3 separate regions of the Mus musculus genome follow, and all the other regions are linked to region 1. A link is a contact called in public Hi-C and promoter capture Hi-C data. All regions are on one chromosome and are shown on one strand. Each heading gives the region's core, a stretch centred on a gene start, on an enhancer-like site or on the middle of the called end of the contact. The rest is flanking DNA. Distances are from core to core; before and after follow the strand shown. Region 1 holds the start of Col6a6 (collagen, type VI, alpha 6). Region 2 overlaps Col6a4 (collagen, type VI, alpha 4). Region 3 overlaps Col6a6 (collagen, type VI, alpha 6).

Evidence for each region. Promoter capture Hi-C pulls out the DNA fragments that hold promoters and counts their contacts. Hi-C and Micro-C count contacts between places; a contact is called where the count stands out from the background.
Region 2: a promoter capture Hi-C map of trophoblast stem cells shows a contact between it and region 1, with 2.5 times the contacts expected there. The contact joins the enhancer-like site here to the promoter of Col6a6 in region 1. A contact is called at or near these places in 7 of 39 promoter capture datasets (the 3T3-L1 cell line, cranial neural crest, embryonic stem cells and 2 more), 2 of 115 datasets of contacts at active chromatin or transcription factors (astrocytes and embryonic stem cells) and 1 of 9 other capture datasets (embryonic stem cells).
Region 3: a contact with region 1 is called in a Hi-C map of uterus, with 2.5 times the contacts expected there. The contact joins the enhancer-like site here to the promoter of Col6a6 in region 1. A contact is called at or near these places in 11 of 39 promoter capture datasets (the 3T3-L1 cell line, the C10 cell line, Sertoli cells and 5 more), 4 of 484 Hi-C or Micro-C datasets (liver, nephron progenitors and uterus), 4 of 115 datasets of contacts at active chromatin or transcription factors (the 230-238 cell line, fibro-adipogenic progenitors and large pre-B cells) and 4 of 9 other capture datasets (adipose tissue, embryonic stem cells, liver and 1 more).

Annotation. Positions count from the first base shown.
Region 1 is chr9:105,826,329-105,830,569 of GRCm38.p6, reverse strand. Col6a6 (collagen, type VI, alpha 6) reads left to right here and starts at 2,485. Exons shown (of 37, transcript NM_001102607.1): 1 at 2,485-2,667.
Region 2 is chr9:106,041,878-106,046,118 of GRCm38.p6, reverse strand. Col6a4 (collagen, type VI, alpha 4) reads left to right here. Exons shown (of 38, transcript NM_026763.2): 17 at 1,841-1,894. Among named protein-coding and RNA genes, the nearest start is that of Col6a4, 53 kb to the left of the region's middle. Within about 2 kb of position 1,803, at least 19 of the 459 cell types and tissues checked have an H3K27ac peak or open chromatin away from gene starts, as enhancers often do. A contact at or near this core is called in trophoblast stem cells, where this site is marked.
Region 3 is chr9:105,696,195-105,700,435 of GRCm38.p6, reverse strand. Col6a6 (collagen, type VI, alpha 6) reads left to right here. Exons shown (of 37, transcript NM_001102607.1): 35 at 1,104-1,775. Among named protein-coding and RNA genes, the nearest start is that of Pik3r4, 55 kb to the right of the region's middle. Within about 2 kb of position 2,300, at least 22 of the 459 cell types and tissues checked have an H3K27ac peak or open chromatin away from gene starts, as enhancers often do. A contact at or near this core is called in Sertoli cells, adipose tissue and uterus, where this site is marked.

The DNA.
Region 1 (4,241 bases), core at 1,236-3,735:
TTTGCCAGGGGGAAGGATGGATTGGCAGGGGTCCTGTGAGCTGAGAGGGAGGAAGATTGGACCCTGGGAGATCCAAGGGAAGGAGACCTGGGTAGCTTGTGGGTTTAAAGGGGGTAGATCCAGCTGGGTTGAGGTCTGAAGACAGTTCTAAAGTCAATATGAGACCCCCACCCCCACCCCCGGTGAATGGTAGCTAGCTTCCCCACAACTTTGATTTATGAACGGACTGGGTGGTTCTTGAGTCCTATGCTGTCTGTGGAGGAGCAACTTGACCTCTGCTGTGATTTATGTCTTGTTGGATGAGACTGACACAGATTTCAAAAGTGCATCCAAACACACATGGCACCCACACTTTGCCTTTAGTGACAGATGTTCCTGAAAAGGCCCCGGAAGTACAGCAGAGACCCGCTGGCTATTGGCGCATCGTGTGTCTTGTCCAGAAATCATGGGTTACACAACAGTGAGAACTTGGGGTCACTTTAGGCAACTAATTTCTTTTACACAGCTCAAGAGCCTCTTTTCTTCCTGTCATTCTGACCTAAGTGGGGAGAGGGAACCCCATTCTTTGAATGCTAGTCTCAGTTTGAAGCAGTGTGCAATCAGTTTAGACATCCTAGGATCCAGAGCATCAAGATGCTTCAGAACTGTATGTCAAAGAGATTCACATGCCTGCCATGAGCTGAGCCTGGGGTTCATTACGTCCTGGCAGAGCCAGGAGTCTCAGGCTCTTGACTTCCAGAAACCCTCCTGGCACACTGGGCTTTTTATGAGAAAATTACTGGATGGGCAACATTGGAGTGTGTAGGACACTTTGGCAAGTGACTTTGGGTGGGCTGGTGATCGATGAGAAACTGCCACTCAGAAATCTCAACTCTTTCCACATGAGACACCTGCTAATGTTGCAAATTCAGTGTCCTCTCAGCTGCCCTCTTGACCAACCACAGGAGGTATGGAACCGCCATTTTGAAGATACCTATCCTTGTGTGGAATCTCTGAGAAGAACACAAAGTCTGTGATTGATCCAGGAGACACAGTGAGGGACATTAACTCATGCCTTTATACACCATTAAGAAAGAGCCCGATGGCCCGACTAAAGAGTATAGTGGAATGGGCTGGAGAGATGGCTCAGTCCAATTCTCAGCAACCACATGGTGGTTCACACTGGTGTGTCTGAAGACAGCTATAGTGTACTCACAGACATAAAATATAATAAATAATTCTTTATAAAAGAGTGTAGTGGATTAAGGCATTTGCTGGTTCCATTTCCTGGGACTCAAGGTAGAAGAGAATCAACTCCATAAAGCTGTGCTCAGCCTCTCTCTCTCTCTCTCTCTCTCTCTCTCTCTCTCTCTCTCTCTCTCTCTCTCTCTCTCTCTCTCTCTCTCCCCCATCCCCCTACACACACACACACACACACACACAGAGAGACATGCACACATAATATATAAGTATAACTTTAAGGGAAGAAAGAAAGGAAGGAAGGAAGGAAGGAAGGAAGGAAGGAAGGAAGGAAGGAAGGAAGGAAGAGAAAAAGAAAAAAAAAGTAAGGTGTGGCCAAAGTTGCAGCTGGTGGATAGTCTGGCTTAAGTCATTCTCTGTGGCAAACCACTTCTATCTTGAACTTGTCCTCCGTGAAGCTGACACTGTGTTGCCAAATGGAACAGGTGGAACCTATACCAGAATTAGGCTGTGGGTTTCATCCCTGTTCGCCCACACACAAACTTACCTCCTCTTCATACCTTCCCTGCCCCAAGATGACCACACAGCAAGTTCCGAGAAGCAGAGTTCCGGTTCTCCCAAAGGGGACTCATGGCCCCCTTTGTCCTTCCTTGCGTTCGTTCGTGTGTTTGGGACTCTCAGATTCTAGCTTAATCTTTAGAATTTATTTGAGAATTAAGCGTTTCTACAGATCTCCAAAACTTGAGCTAGAATTGCCTTTTCTGAGTTTCCTACCCAGCAAATACCTTTCACCTTCTGTCTCCAAGTGTGTCTCTGCATTGACAGTGAGCAGATGTTGCAATTTCAATGGTTTTGTGGCCTGGGCACCTACTCAAGGTGCACAGCAGGTGGTCAGATATCTGTGCTACACTGCACAAGGCTGGATGAATGAAAAGAAAGCGAATAGAGTGACTAGCTTTAGGACAGGGAGAAGGGAGAAGTCTCTACCATTCGAAACCTCTTAGACTACCTCACTGCACCCCATTCCTCTCCTGAGCGGTTAGTACTAGAAGTAGAGAGATTGCTTTGGTGCGCTCCAGCGCAGAGAGTGAAGGCAAGCTCCAAGCACGCCCCAAAGTCCCCACCCTCCACTTTCCCCCAGGGTCTGCAGTCCAGGAGTTTGGGGGCGGTCCACGTTGCAGAGAAACAGGCGGGATAGTGCCAGCCTCCAAAATCCGCCCCCCTTCCCTCTTCTGTCACCTTCCCAAGGCTTGAGCAGCACGCGGAGCCCTGGGGGCCACCAGGGCGTGGAGAGCAGCATTCATCTGCGGAGCCTGGGGCGTGGGAGCTGCAGCCCGCGGGACCCCAGAGGCCAGAGGCTTCCTTGCCGCGCAGAGTCACATCCAGGCTCCCCTGCTCTCCAGCTGCTAAGCTATCCTGTGCTGGGGACTGTGCGCTCTGGGTGTACACTCCTCAAATCCACCCAGGCTGGGTAGAAGTTTCCCTGAGGTAAGTTCAGCAGCCAATGTCCGCTGGGAAAGAAACAGAACAGAGTTAATAAATGGTCAGTGAGGGGAGGCAGTGGATCAGCCAGTTGAGAGAGGCTACGAGAAGGACCAAGGTGAAGAAAAACTGCATTTAAAGGTCTTGACAGTGCCTCTTTGGAGGTTTTCATCCACCCCAGACAGAGTGAGCTGAATTCTATGGGCTCTGTTAGTTGTTTCTCCTTCTCCTTTTCCTCATTCTCTTTCTCCTCCTCCTCCTCCTCCTCCTCCTCCTCCTCCTCCTCCTCCTCCTCCTTCTCCTTTTCTGCCTTCTTCATCAGGGTGTTGAAGAATCAGCAGTATGAGCTAGTCATTCCCTGATTTGGGTTGGGAGTTCCCCCACCACATACTCGGGGTTCTCCTGGAATGAGAGGTGCCTTGCTCAATACTTTGTTCCCACATCCAGCATGGGGCCTGGAGCGTGGCAGGCACACAGAGCCACTTAACCAGGCAAAGCCGTTGCAAGCCTGCAGGTACACAGCATCTATGTTTCCCTGCCCAGTGTCACACTAAACTATTAAAGGTAACGTCAGGGTTTTGTTGGTGGTGCAGGGCATGAGGGAGGCAGGCAAAGCGTGTCTTTTCAAAAATCAATTCCCAGTGACATTCTACTATGAGTGGAGCCCAGACTGCCTGGCTCGTAACCAACCTTGGACGTAATTTCAACCAGAGGCCAGAAGAGGAAGGGAAAACCCTGGAACTAGGAAGTAATGGTTCGTTTCTTTGTGGCCTCTTGTGATAGGATTTCTTGTGGATCCTTTTTAGAAATTATCAGTATGGAGATGTTTGAAGAGGACTTTTGTGAATGCCAGGGAGTCAACAGGGAGAACCGGGGATCATTGAGAAATTGGGGTGTTGCTGATTACCTAAGACTCAAGACAGAACACTAGAAAGCTGTTCTTAAGGGTTTGGTTTTTCCTTTCTGCTATAGACTCCAATAGTCACAGTGCCAATTTAATTTTTAAAGATTTATTTATTTTTAAAGTGTGTCTGTGTGTGTGTAAGGGGAATGTGTGCGTGCCAGTACCTGAGGACTGCTTCAGATCTCCTGCAGCCAGGGTGACAAGTGGCTGTGCGCTGCTCAATGCAGGTGCTGGGGAAACAACTTAGTCCAGGGAGAGCTTAGTACAAGCTCTTCGTGGCGGAGCCCTGGCTAGAGCCACGTGCTGCCCATTTTAAAGGTCCTAGTTGATGGGTACCACTTTTAGTTTTGTTTATTCTTTGCATTTATTCCCATGCACAAGCTTTTGCTTCCTCGGGTTCTTCTGGAGCATCTCTCCCTTCTATTCAGCCTCCTCTTTCAGTGTAGGTCCAGTTCGTTCCTTTTGAGTCTCACGTCCATGCGGCAGGGGACGCTGAGGTGTGGGACCGTCCTGCTCTGAGCTCTGTTAAGTGTGGTTGGACATCATGGGTGCTTGGTTCACCTGGAGATGCTCTGAGACCAGAGAAGCCACATCCAGCTCCTTCTCAGATACACTCTGCAGTGTTAAGCAGGCTCAGCTAAATGTGTAGCTCTCATTCAGACACCTTGAATCTGCA
Region 2 (4,241 bases), core at 554-3,053, 220 kb before region 1:
AAGACAGCGTTTCCTGACTGGTCCTGTTACTGTGCACACTTGGCAGGGTTTAAACTGAGCTGTTTGTCCTCATCCACCCAATACATGGGCCCTTAACTTTAGTCTGCCCCTTCCCAGGCTGCCTGTCATGATCCTGAAGTTCATTTCTGTCTTATATTTTGTTAAGTTCCAGCAATTAGACATTAAAAAAGTAGATTTATATTTGTGTGTGTGAACACATGCCCGTGTATGGAGGTGCCTGTGGAGGCCAGAAGTGGGCTCTACATTCTCGATAACTTGAGCAGAAAGGACCACGTGGGTCCTGTGAACCAAACCTGGGCCCTGTGGAAGAGGACTTCACGGCTGAGCTGTCTCTCCAGCCCCAGCTTTGTTGTCCAAGTTGTCCTATAGAGCTGGTCTTCTTTTAGCTTTGCTCCCACATTTATTAGCATCACAGATACCTTCCTTTTAATAGTATATATCTTAAAAATGGAAACAAAGTGAAATGAAACAAAACAAGAAACAACTGGCAGACTTTCCGTTAGGGTCAGGCTCATTGTAAACTCCCTTGGCTTTTGTTTCTCTGCAATCTCTTTATTTTATGTTTTCTAGTTCAGAAAAAAAAAAAAAAGATAACTCACTGAGTAAACAATTCTGTTTTGAGAGTTGTCCCTTCTCAGCACTTTGAGAATGTCTTCTTAGTTTCTGTCTTCTTTTGCCTTGGATTTTTCATTATTACTTCTAAGAAGCTGTCAAAATAATTATCTCTCAGCAAGCAGCATTTCAAAAATATATATCAGGTTGCATTAAAATAGTCCCCATTGCTGTTAGTTTTGACAGTTTCAATAAGACGTCTCCAGGTGTAGGTTTCATGTTATTTATTCTGCTTGGAACTTGTTAAGCCTTTGGATCTATTTATGCCTTCTACAGATCTTAGAAAATCCGTAGAAAATTACCCTATTGAAGTTTTAAGCTTCGGTATTGTATTCGTCAGCTTCCTGTCCAATAATGAGATACCCAAGTTGATTTGCATATAGAGAGAAAAGGCTCATTTTCTTGGCTCATGATTTTAAGATTCAAGTCCGTGGTTAGGTGGACCCCTTTCTCCAAAGCCCTCGATGGGGGAACCCCAGAAGAGAATTCTGGGGAGCGTGTGGTGGGAAGATCTGCTCTCTTCATGATTGGGAAGAAGGAGGAAAAGAAGAAAGGGCTGGGGTCCCAGGGTTCCCTTCAAGGGTTCGATCTGGTGGCCTGAGGACCTCCCACCAGGTCACACCTCTTAAAGGTCCACAGCATCTCCTCGCACCCACACGCTGGGATCAGATGCATCACGTAGACTTCGAGAGACATGTGAGACACAGAGCATAGCATCTGTTTCCTTTGTTCCATCCGTTCTCAACCTGTGGATTGCAACCCCTTTGGGGGTTGAACAGCTTTTTCTCAGGGGTCACCTAAGACCACGGAGAAAATACAGAGATTTAAGATTTACATTCTTAAGCTTTGGTTTCTAATTTACTATTTCTGACTTTACTCTGCGATTTAACATGCCCGTAGAATTTTAAATCCACTCATTTTTTTTTTCCAGTTCAAGAAGTTCTAATTGATTCTCTTAAAATGCTATCTGCCTTTTCTTCATTGAGAACACTAAGAATTTCTTTTTATTTGTCATCTTAACGTATGAAATCTGGTAACTGAGATTGTTTTTGGTGTGAGAGTTACTCAGGGCCCCTGATCTGTCCTCTTGCCAAGGGTGCTAATGTACATTCTCACTCTTGGCTAGAATGTAAGATGACACAAAGAAAGCTTCCAGAGTGACTAATAGGATAAAGATGCCTTGTCTATTTTCTTTTTCTTTTCCTAGGGCGATCGTGGAGCCGCAGGGCCATCTGGAGAGAAAGGAAGCAGCGGCAGTCGGGTAAAATATGCGGGTGTTTTTCTCTGTCATCTTTCTGATGCATTATCAGACAGCAGCAGTTTAAGCAGTTGGAAGGAATCATCTAGTGGTTTTGTTTGAGTCTGAGTGTGAAAGGCAGTAATTCACATGACCCTTTGAAAGCTTTGCTTGGGACCTGAAGGGTGGATTATGAACCTAGTTGCTGAATGTAGGACTTAACCCGTGTGCTTTGTACCGTGAGTGGGTCACTCTGTGACTCATAAGCTCTTTATGGGTCCCTGTCACTGATGACATAGTCTCCCACCAGGACCCTTTAGCCTCCCTCCCAGCCAAACTATACCAGTCTCTGCCTCTAGAACATTCCTCATGCTTACCGGCCCCTGTGTGTTTGTCCATGTTGGTGTTGCCACTCCCCACATGCATGCCTTTTCCACGTTTCCGTCCTCAGTGCTCATTTGAACACTGACTTGTTTTTGATTGTCTGGTTCCCTTTCCTTCTTTCTCATGATAGTTTTTCTGATGTTGTGGGAGACTTTTCCTGGGGAGGCATGAACCAATGCCTCCTCACTCCAGATAGCAAACCAAGGACAGACCAAAGTAACGATTCTTCCAGAGTTCAGAGTCCTGCTTGGTGAAATGTTGAGTTTATTGGGGTCACTTACAGATGTCTGGGTGAAAGGTTACTTATGGGGTATGCATGATTAAAAAGAAACTAACTGTATTACCAAAAGGCCCAGCACTGCATGATGATGACTCCCAGAGACCGTAACCCTGCAACTCTAATCGTGACTGCAGACAACTGGATAGGTCAGGTTACAGAATCTCCTCAAACAAAGGCTCCAGATGGCAGAGCACCTCCTCTCCTCACCATTCTTTACTGCTTCCATAACTTTGGGGAACCCTTGTGAGTCTTAGATATTTCAGGAACTTCCTGAGACTTGTGAGTTGCTTGCTTCCTGAATCGAAGGTAGCCTTCCTCCAGGATAAAATGTTTCAGTTAGGAGTAGTTGCTACACAAGCCTCCACTCTGGCTGTTTATAGGGATCTCTCTCTTCTTTGTGTCTTTGCTGGTGATTACTTTCTGTTTCCTGTCCTGGATTTAGTTCTGTAGAGGGGAAGGGAGATACCTGTTGCATGGACTTTACTTCTCCTATTCTGTGCCCATGGCAGACATTACTAATCGAGCATAGACTCCAACTTGGCTAGAGGAGCCATCTCATGAAAACCTAGAGTCAATGTCTATTTATTGCTAGGTTTACATAGGAGGTTAAATTTATTTGCTTGTCATTGTTTGTACCCTGGGTGGAATTAAGGTAGTGCTTTTATTTCTGGGATGCATGATCAGGGCTGTGGATCAGCTTCCTGATAGGGAAACAGAAGGAGAGAACTAAAATGCATATCTCTTTATTAAGGTTTACTTTCCAACTAGAAAGTCCAACTAAAAACGAGGACTTTGTGGGTCATAGTTTGGAGACAATGTGGGACACCATGCTTCCCTAACATAAAAAGCTTTATGTTTCAGTTAAATTGAGATAAATTCAATAAATATCCATCAGGTGTCTTCTACCCAAGACAACATTTTGCTACCCACAGGGAGTGATTCAACAATAAATATGTCTTGGCTATGGCTAGCAAAGGGCTAATAAATAACCTGTATAGTTTATACAAAGACTGTAGTACAAGGTTTGCCATGATCAAGGATGTCAATGGTATAAATAAAGTGTTACTGGGACACAATGGAGAAAAACACAGAGTCTTTCCCCTTTATTTGGTCAATCATCAGTATCAACCAAGCATCTGTTGGAACCCAGACATAATTTAGAGTGGAAGGTAAAAACAGATGTACCTCTGGATTTCAGGACTGACTTTCCTGGGGAGAGACAGACATTGGTCAAGAAATCGTGAAAGTAGATATAAGATCGCCACTGAAGTGAATACACAGGTAGAGAAATGACAGGGTAGGGACTGGCCACTGCATCCAGGATGTGCTGAAGTGTAAAGGACAAAGGACCAAGCGGCCAAGAGGGCTACCATTGGGACTGAGGCATTTGACCAGAGACCGAGGGAGAGAGGGGACCTCAGAATTCCAGGGACCACGAGAAGATGGGTATTTGGTTTTTCAGACCTCTGTGAGAGTGGATGGGAGAAAGACACCAAAACAGGGTATTTCTAGTCAGGAAAAATCACAAGAAGACATAAAGGCTAGGAGGAATGTCCTGAAAGCCAAGGTCAATTCAACACTTTTTTTTTTTTTTTTTTTTTGGTTTTTTGAGATAGGGTTTCTCTGTAAAGCCCTGGCTGTCCTGGAACTCACTTTGTAGACCAGGCTGGCCTCGAACTCAGAAATCCACCTGCCTCTGCCTCCTGA
Region 3 (4,241 bases), core at 1,051-3,550, 130 kb after region 1:
AACCCATTCTTACCCTCAGTCATCTACTAACAAACTAGACAGACCCTCAGCATCTGGGTCAGCCTGATGCCCAGTTAGTCACAATCAGTCATACAGAGGCCACTCGGTGGCTTGTTCAGAGGTGACGTCATGTTAGTTATGTGATAAGACCAGAACCTGGACATCCCAGCTCTCAGGTGAAGGGACCACCTTATACCTCATGTGTCCTTATCTCTAACGATAAGAAACTGCAATCTAGCTCAGGGGGTAAAGGGGCCCGTCTCCAAACATGACGATTTGAGTTCAACCCCTAGGACTCACGTGGAAGGAGGAAACTGACTCTCGAAAGTCCTCCTTTGCCTCCACACACATGCTGGGCTATGTGTACCCATGTATAAAACAAGTAAGTAAGTGTCAGAAACACCATTGACAGAAACTTCTAAAAATATAGTGCCTCCATTATGAATGTACTCCCCTGCTTCAGTGGGTTCCATGAAAATAGATGAAATGAATTCTAGAATCCTCTCATTTCTAATTTATCATACCCCCCCCCCATTCATTTATTGTGGTCACATTCAATAAAATCCACTCTCTGTTTTTTCCTTATGGTATGCATGCATAATGAGAGAGGCATATTTATAAAAATGACTTCACTTTATGGAAGAACACTTTTTATAAGGGGTATGAAGTTATGAACTCTTACTTAAATTGAAATAAAAGATGCATTGCCTTTTAAAGCTTAATTTTGAAAGCAGATGAGCTTTTCACAGCTAGTGTCGTGATTAAGGCCCGTAGTTTAGCCTGCACACTGTCAGCACTAGAAGTTCTCTCACAGTGTGTTCTTACACCAGAGGACGAATTGCTCACTTCAAACTTTATACACACAACAGTCAAAATTAAACTTCAATAGAACACAATTTAAAAACTGGTAGCATGGAGTCAAGGACTCACAGCCTGGTATCAGATCTGGACATCTTGGTGATAAACTCTCACTCTTGGTGTCAGAGATATAACTATTTTATGAGCAAAATCTATGTAGTGCCTGCATGCTCAAATAGCTGAGGTAGAACCTTCCTACTCTTTGTCTCGATCTGCTTAGTAACTCTAAATGACTTGGTTTGCAGATCTATGCAAGCCGGATGCTTCGTGTGACCAAGCCAAACCACCCCCCATTCAGTCCTACCTGGACACTGCATTCCTACTGGATGGCTCTCGGCACGTGGGAAGTGCAGAGTTTGAAGACATGAGAGACTTTCTAGAGGCACTGCTAGATCACTTCGAAATCACTTCGGAGCCAGAGACATCTGTCACTGGAGACAGGGTGGCCCTGCTGAGCCATGCCCCCCTCGACTTCCTACCCAACACCCAGAGGAGTCCGGTTAGAACTGAGTTCAACCTAACCAGCTATAGCAGTAAGCGCCTCATGAAGAGACACGTGGATCAGGCAGTCCAGCAGCTGCATGGAGATGCTTTTCTTGGCCATGCCCTCGGGTGGGCACTGGACAACGTCTTTTTAAACACCCCCAATTTGAGACGAAACAAAGTCATATTTGTGATATCTGCTGGGGAAACCAGCCACCTGGATGCGGAAACCTTAAAGAAAGAGTCCCTACGAGCCAAATGTCATGGGTATGCCCTCTTTGTCTTTTCCTTGGGCCCTGACTGGGATGACAAGGAACTGGAAGACCTGGCCAGCCACCCCGTAGACCAGCACTTGATCCAGCTTGGCCGAATTCATAAACCTGACCACGGATACAGTGTGAAGTTTGTGAAGTCTTTTATAAACTCCATCAGGCGTAAGTCAGAAAACTGTTCCTGTACATAAGAGCCTGCTCCGTAATTCCCCAGAAGGGCAATGTGCTGGCGTGCATGCTTGGACACCTCTTGTTTGTCTTCAAGGGCATTGCAGGGTCAGAGAGGAAAATATGTAATAATGGATGGTGGAAGGGAGGACACTCTGGTTCCTAAGCATTTAATTTTCTGGCTCATCATATTTTTTTTTTATGCCTCTGGTTCCTATGGAGAAGCAATCATAACAAGCAGCTGTCCACACATCTGTCTGCACAGAGAGGTGTAGTCTGGGGGGTGTGAAATCACAGCCTGGACTCGGGCTCCCTTGCCATGTAACCCTAACAAGCTACCCTTTGGTAAGAGGTTTCTGCAGTTAACACAGAGAGAGAGAGAGAGAAGCCAGAGAAAAACAGAAACAATTCTTGGCTTTGCTTGGACAAGTTCCAAAGTCTGAGCTGGGAGTGTTAAAGAGATATCGTTTTTTATCGGTCAGAATGAAAGGCATGGCTTTGTATAACTTTCTCCCAACTCCATGACCTTGTAGGATTCACTCACGAGAATAACTGTGCCTGTAAGGAGACAAGCATGGGCTGTTTTTCTTGGCTGGGCGTCCTGAGAAATCTGCAGTCCATTTTGGATGCAGCAGGGATGGCCGAGGAGCCGTGTCCAGATATGAGGCTGAAGGCAGACAGGCAGTGGGTAACTATATCTGTTTTCAGAGCCTGCTGACTCTTGTCCAAGGGAGTGCAGATAAGGAGACAGGCATGCACAGGTTGAAGAAGGCATGTGCGAGTGCCTGGCTAATTCCTAAAGCTGTCATCGTATTGAAGAGTGAGGTGGGATGAGCCTGCAGATGTGCTGAGCAGTGCAGAGAGACTGCTGGTGGGGTTGATGGCAAATCCTACTCAGTGTGAGTCTAGGACCAGCACCAACTACCAGCTGGGGCTGGTTAGACGCAGGCTTCAGCCCCACCCGATGATGTATCTTACCCGAGCTCCCAGGATACACATATACAAGGTTTTAGAAACACGGGTATGGGAATAGTGAGCCCCCCAGAGTGAGATTCATTTCCATAGATTCTGGAACTGAAACCCCAAAGAGGAGTTTTGGGCAAGGGGTCACCCTGAAGGAAGTCTTTTATAAGGGTTGACCAAAAGACCACTTGGTAAGTCTCTGGTAAACTCGAAAAGAAGCTTGCTTGATGGCCCACAAGTGTGGGGGAGAGAGGGTAAGACTTGCCCTGAAATTTCCTTCCTGGTATTCCAGAATTCTTCCTGCTCTTCCCTGCCTGGGCATCCAGTCACATGATCAGATGCCAGTCACATGATCAGATGAGGCAGCCCCTCCCTCTTAGGACAAAAGCAGAAATGTTTTAAGCTAAGAGCAGGTGGGACTCACGGGAGACACAGAGAGTGTTCTGAACACTGAGCGTGATACAGCCGCCTACTCCATTTCCAAAGCTGTGATATCTAGAAAGTGCCATCTTTAAAACACAGCTGCAGGAAGTGAATTCTACCACAGGCCCATGGTCATGCCCATTCAACACAGTGTTCATTGCTGATCATCTACTCTGAGCCACTGGCTGCACCAGTGCTAGGCTTAAAGAATAGACTTGGCCAGATGCCCTCTGAAGCTTCGGATGCCTTCAAAGTGTCTGTGACTCATTTGGCGCACGACCACAAAGCAGACAGCAGGACATGGTCCACTTCAGAGCAGCACATTCCCTAAGGGAGGCAAAGCTGCTGAGTCAGCAACCTTCTACATACTGTTCAAATAAGAAAAGAAAACCCCAAGCCAGATCTGGTGGGCCCAGCACACACCTGTAATGTTTGCTTTGGAGAGGCAGAGACAGGAGGATTGCTGTAAGCCAGCCCAAGCCACTTAGTAAGACCCTACCTCAAAACAAAACTCCTATGTAAGACAAAAACCCTGAAGGCCATATGGTAGAGCATACTGCCCTTCTTGTAAGAGCAGTTTTGAACATATGCCCTGTTGTAGTCCAGGACATGCCTGTTAGTTGGAAGAACCTACTCAACCAGCAAGAGGCTCTGTGTGTGTGTGTGTGTGTTTGCGCGCGCGCGCGCGCATGTGTGCATGCATGTGCCACATGTACATGTGTGAGCCAGAGGACAGCCTCAGGTGTCACTCCTCAGGCACCGTCCTTTGGAGACAGAGATTCCCAGTGATGCAGAACTTGTCCAGCAGGCTAGGCTGGCTGGCCAGTATAACCCAGCATCACCAGTAAATCCTATCTTTTTGTCACCTCCCCAGTGCCAGGATTGTAAGTACTTGACACCAGGCCTGGCTTTTCCAGAAAGGTATTTGCTTAACAAATCTTTTTGACTTCACGCTTTCAGGCATGCATAACACATTTAAAAATTTTTCTCTGTTAAAAAAAAAAAGCTTTGCATTTTCAAATGGATTAAAGCATGCTTTATTGTTATGAAAAATTAATACTCTTCCAAATGAAG